2 separate regions of the Mus musculus genome follow, and region 1 is linked to region 2. A link is a contact called in public Hi-C data. All regions are on one chromosome and are shown on one strand. The core of a region is the stretch at or near the end of the contact, and the rest is flanking DNA. Distances in the headings are between cores, read along the strand shown. Region 1 has its middle 60 kb from the start of Gm24502. Region 2 has its middle 180 kb from the start of Gm24502.

The links. A called contact is a pair of places that touch in the nucleus more often than the background predicts.
Region 1: a contact with region 2 is called in a Hi-C map of female germline stem cells, with 6 times the contacts expected there. The contact joins two enhancer-like sites. A contact is called at or near these places in 5 of 484 Hi-C or Micro-C datasets (the G1E-ER4 cell line, embryonic stem cells, female germline stem cells and 2 more), 1 of 115 datasets of contacts at active chromatin or transcription factors (fetal liver) and 1 of 9 other capture datasets (embryonic stem cells).

The regions. Positions count from the first base shown.
Region 1 is chr5:75,499,486-75,502,301 of GRCm38.p6, forward strand. No RefSeq gene overlaps it. Among named protein-coding and RNA genes, the nearest start is that of Gm24502, 60 kb to the right of the region's middle. Within about 2 kb of position 1,341, at least 11 of the 459 cell types and tissues checked have an H3K27ac peak or open chromatin away from gene starts, as enhancers often do. A contact at or near this core is called in female germline stem cells, where this site is marked.
Region 2 is chr5:75,381,939-75,384,962 of GRCm38.p6, forward strand. No RefSeq gene overlaps it. Among named protein-coding and RNA genes, the nearest start is that of Gm24502, 180 kb to the right of the region's middle. Within about 2 kb of position 1,528, at least 17 of the 459 cell types and tissues checked have an H3K27ac peak or open chromatin away from gene starts, as enhancers often do. A contact at or near this core is called in female germline stem cells, where this site is marked.

The DNA of each region.
Region 1 (2,816 bases), core at 91-2,590, 120 kb after region 2:
TAGGGTTGGAAAAGCCCATTCCTTGTCCCTAAGCCTCCTGAGCCATCGTGACTACAAGACCCACTGGAAAGCTTTTCCCGGCATTCGGACTGGCCAAGTGAATAGTGTTACTCACATGTCACGGGGACAGAACTCCTTGTGAACCAAGAGGCAAGCACAGGACCAAACAGCTCAGAGTAGAGCTTCAGCTTTGACTTTACCAGGTCTGAAGCTACCAGCAGGGTCTATTGTGCCCTTCTAGATAATGATGTTCAACACCAATGTCACTAAGGGACCATGTTGCATACTATCCCCTACAGCAGTTAATAGACGTCCTAGTGTGTGCTTTTAGAGAAAAGTACTTTAATTCATTTTTTTATTGTATGTGTATGAGTGTTTTGCCCGCATGTATGTCTGTGTGCTACATGCATGCAGTGCCTGCTGAGGCCTGAAGAGGGCGTAAGATTCCCCTGGAACTGGAAATACTGATGGTTGTGAGCCACCATACTGGTGCTGGAAAGTGAATCCAAATCTTTTGGGAAAATAGTCAATTCCCTTAGTGAATCAGCCCTGCACGTACTTTATTGATGACCTGGCCTCCTCTGGAATGTGATTCCTAATCACGTTCCTCAGATACTAAGTAACCGTGCCCAGTGTTTTACTCCTTCCTCCATTGCAGAATAAAGCTAATTTGCATATATGCCAAGGTTTAATCTGAGGAGATGTAGATCACTCGCTGCACAGGATCTCGACAGTTCTGCCATCTTTCTGGAGTGAAAGGAAGAAGAGACAATGTCTTTGAAACACTTAAACGTAGGAAACCAAAGCCTGGAGTTGAGACATGAACACCTGGACTGAAGCATGCCACAGGTTTCCAGGCCGGTACTCTATACCACCATATGTTGCTGTTTCCTTCTGAAAATAAGAATTATTGGAATGTTTTAGATATCTGGAATATGCACCCTTTCATTTTCCTACTTAGGCTGTGAAGGCAAAGGTCTGTCTAATGTTCAGGGAGGCAGATGGGGAGCTGCCATTGGGCAGGCGGACAGCACTGGGTAAGTTTAAGGAACCAACCAACACATAGTTTTAGCAAATTCTTTTGTGGGTACTAATTTAGGAATTATAAAAATTCTCTTTCTATAGGTCACAGCATCTTTCTCATTCCAAATGTAAATTTGAGGTTCTGAACCTCAGAGGACGCCGCAACATTTTTATATTCCTTCACAGTATTTCAAAATAGAAAAATATTATTTAAAGCTTCAGGATGGCCAAATTTAGGGAGTAAAATGTTATTATTCAGTATATTTGGAAACTAACAACCAACTCCGGGATAGCGTCTACTCTTTTAGCTACCAGGAAATGTGACTAAGACTCAAGTGACTCACCACAGTTGAGATAAAATACAGGCTCTGGATTCACTGGTCCTGGTTGAAAACCTGGCTTTGCCATTAAAAGTCTTTTGCAAGGGAAAGCACCTGCTGGGCCTCAGTTCTCCAGTTATGAAATAGGAAGGGTGGGAATGGTGTGTGCAGAGCCCACAACAGGCCAGCATATAGCAGCAGTCATTGGGATGTTAATTATCCCTGGACAATGTGCATTTATTCAAGGTTCCCAGAGACAAATAGTTCTCTATCATCACAAAGCAAAGACGTCTCTGACTCCCTAGAGAATTACTCAGTACGGAGCTCAGAGGCTGCACATCCTGCGTTCTCTGCTCATCAGTGTATAATCACTCAACTTAGTTGTTTTGGAAGCTGGCTTATGTCCCAAGTAAATGTGATGTAACTTGCTTGGTGTGATCTGACAACAGAAGCCGATGTCATTTTTAAAAGCTAGGGATATGCTTTGTGGACAAGCTGTGGATAAGCTGCTGGACTGAGGGCAGATGCAGAGGCAGCAGGCAGATGTTTTCCAGGATTGATGCCCTTGTCATTTGGATGGAAACTGCTCCCCACAAGTTCCTGCGTTTGAAGACATGGTCTCCAGGTTGCAATGTTGCTTGTAGAGGCAGAGAAACCTGTGGGACTATGTTCTACACAGAGGAAGTGTGTCACAGAGAACCAGCTATGAAGGTGAACTACACTTTGGCTTCTGCCCAGGGCTCTCTGCTTCCTGATTCACTATGATGTGAAGCATTCACACACACACACACACACACACACACACACACACACACACACACACACCATTGTTTCTCCAACATGGTGAGTTGATGTCCTCTGAGTCTGGGAGCCACAATAAACCCTTCTTTTCTGAAGTTGCTCTGACGGGTATTTTGGCCTAAGTAGCATAAAAGTAACTAACATAGAAAAGTGATACCAAGAACTGAGGCGGTGGCTGTGATCCACTTGACACTGTGACTCACAGGTCTTCAGAAAAAGTTTGCAGAAGGAATGTGGAAAGCCCTAGAATTCTGTAAATACTGTGTTCGTGATGTCTCAGATGGTCAAGACTATTCCCATGAGGTAGGTCTCAGATGATAAATACTATGTTCGTGATGTCTCAGATGGTCATGATTGTGCCCATGAGGTCTCAGATAGCCACGAGGTCTCAGGGGGAACAGGAATCTTCTAGGGAATTGGATTAGAAGCCGTTTCTGTTCCAATCTATCATAAAATCCAGCTGTATCTTGCTAATCTCCTAGATATTTGAGCATTATTGAAGTTCCAGAAGAAAAAGTGAGGTCAGGCAATATGCAACAGGCTTAGATGCCTTACAGAAAGGCCATTGCATGGAGCTGAGTGGGTGAAGTCTACATGTCTGTGGGAACCCTAGAATGTTGGAGATGTCACGGATGTGAGATGTCTCCCAAGGAGACACACTGTGTAGAATAA
Region 2 (3,024 bases), core at 278-2,777:
AACTTTTGTAGTATATAAAATATACCCCAGTGATATTATTAAACAGCAACAAAACCAAGAGAATCTGAATTAAAGAAAATAAAGGATGGGGCTCTTTCCCCCGCCCCCCGAGACAGTGTCTTGGAGCTCACTATATAGAGCAGACTAGCCCTGAACTCACAAAGATCTGCCTGTTTCTGCCTTCCTAGTGCTGGGATTAAAGATGTGAGTCACCATGCCTGGCAGAAGACTCTTTCAAGAAGGAAGGTCAAGAAGGTTCAAGTAGGTCTTATGTCTTGTGTTGATAAAGTCCAGAGATAACTAACAAATTAAAGATGGTAAGCATAACTTTCATGGGGAAATAATGGTCCAAGTATTGGGTAATGTGAGACTGTCAAAACGCTGACCTCTCTTATGAGGCAACTCTACTACAACCGCAAGTTATGCTTCTATGTGAGAGATCAAACAGAAATTTACTATAAAATCCTGGGGCACTCAAGAGGATATTGCAAAACTGTTGGTTTTTCCTTGAATGATGTAACGGTTACAAAAATGGTTACAATCATTCTGAGACATGTGATCAGCAATGGTACATGGTAAGTATACAACAAATCTTTGCCGATAACTCCAACCAGATGCTAGGAAAGAGATATAATTAATCATTATTTAAATCTACAATGCAAATCACAGCAGTGAAGATCAGAAGAGCACAACATGACATCCAAAGGCAGACCAATCAATGTTGGCAATGTAAAAGTCTTCTCTTTTTATTCACTTTTCACTTGATTAGCCAAAAAAAAAAAAATTTAGAAGCTCGCCCCAAACCTACATATAAGTAAATAATCTTTATACCTTCATCTTATTACTTAGAATTTACTTTTGTTGTAAATTTTATTTCATTTATCATCAATATTTGAATGATTGAATCTGAAAAATACTCTTTTCCTCTTCCTTTCTGTCTTGTGCTACCAAGTGGGTCCATCTGAGTTTTAAGTTAGGCTACCAACCCCCAAGGGGTTCTCAACCAAGCTTCTTAAGAACATGGATCAAAAAGAGAAGAATGTCCGAGTAGAACCCCAAGAGGTTTCCATAGTTAAATTTAAATAATCAAATAGGGCTGGTATTAAGGAAGGGGATCCACTACAGAAGTGTTCTTAGTGGGAGGATGATGTTGAAGGCTATTGATGTATGCTTTCCAGTCTGGCTCTTCAGTAAAATATTTAATCTAATTTAAGTGACTTTTCCAAACTGGTTTTTAGAAAGTGCTTAACTCAGCCTATCTGATGCTTACTGAATTTCCTGAAGTCACCATGCAGTTACAATAGCAACCCCATGTTATTCTCCCAAAACAAGAAATAAGGGCCCTAGAGCAGAGATATGATTGACAGAGAGGCCGCTGAAGGAGGAAGTTGACCAGGACACATGACCTAGAAATGACGCATTCTTCACAGAATTCGATAAAAATCAATTCAGGTGGAGTGTCTGTGGTATTCTGGTAGATCTGATGACTTCACGATGTCTCTCCTATGGACATTTTTTGTTCCCTATCTAGAAATTAGTTCATGACATTAGGGTAGTTGTTCTGGGCGAGACAACACTAAGAGTCATTGTGGGCTCCGCCGCAGCAGCCATGTAAATCGTACTATTTCTTCTTCTTCACATTGACTGACAGAGGTGTCCTGTTCCCTCTGCACATTCACTGACTCACAGCACAAGGACTTCTTTAGACAGCCAGTAGCTCTCTTCAGGGTTCAAATGCTACAGGCTCGCCAAGAATCCCTTGCTTCGGCTGCACTAACGACCATGATGCACTTAATGGAGACATGAGCATTACATAGGCTAAGCCAAATCACGAAGAGAATAGCATTCCCATGAAACATAGACTGGATACATTGGAAAGACTTGAGAAAATGAACAGAGCTCAAACGCTGTGGACTACCTTTGAGCAAGCCCATGGGTATGTTTTCAGCATCTCATTCCACTTAAAAAAGTCAAACAGGAAAATGTGTGGACTGCAGGATGGGCTCACCCCTGTAAGACATTCAACCTAGAACACTAATCGGAAGGCCATGGCCATGAACAGGTCTGGGCCTTCCATCACAAGGTGGGTGAAAGGGTGTCAACTATATGCTTTACATCTTGATGATGTTGAAACCACACGTAGATAACTCTCTATGATTTTCACTTTGACCAATCTTTTAGAAGAATGAAGTGACAGGTAAAGAGGGCTTTAAGTGTTCTTGAGATTTGCCAAGGCTACCTCATTTACTCTTTTTTCTTTAAATACCCTCCCTCAGAGCAGTAGTGTAGCTCAGGGGTACTGAATGGTTGTCTAGCATATATACATCTCTGGGTTCAATCTGTAGCACAGAGGGTGTGAAGGAGGAGGAGGAGGAAAAGGAAGAAGAGGAGGAAAAGGAGGAGGAAGAGATTTTGATTAATGCTATAGTACTCTGGTTTCTTTAGGACTGGTATTTCCCTTTTGCTTTGGCTTTTCATTTTTGTCCAGAGCGCGTAGATGTTATCCTACAGGGAGGTAAGTCGGCTAGGAGCTTACAAATCCTGTCCAAAGCCCAAGCATCTCATTGCCTTTGCACTCTTGAATCCAGTGTCTGCCACATTGTGATGGAGTTAGAGAGCATTGGTAGGTTGAACAAATATAGTAATGAAAAGGAAGGGAGAAAACATTCACGGTCACCCGCACCCATGTCTTGTTGTAACAAAATGCTTGACAAAGGCAACATAAAGAACGGCTTATCTTGGCTTGTTGTTTAAGAGGACAGGTCATCAGGGCAGGAAGGTCCATCAGAGAAGGAGGCAGCTGATCATTTGCAGGAGGAAAAAGACACAAATGTTGGTCTTCTATTCACTCTCTCTATTTTATTCAGACCTCAACCCATAGGATGGTGCAGCCAGCATTCAGAGTGTTCCCTGCCCTGTTAAATCTTTTTAGAAACAACTTCAGACACACCCCAGAGGTGCGTTTTCATGGTGATGTTAAATCCCAACAGGTTGACAATGAAGATTAACCATCAATGTGCATAT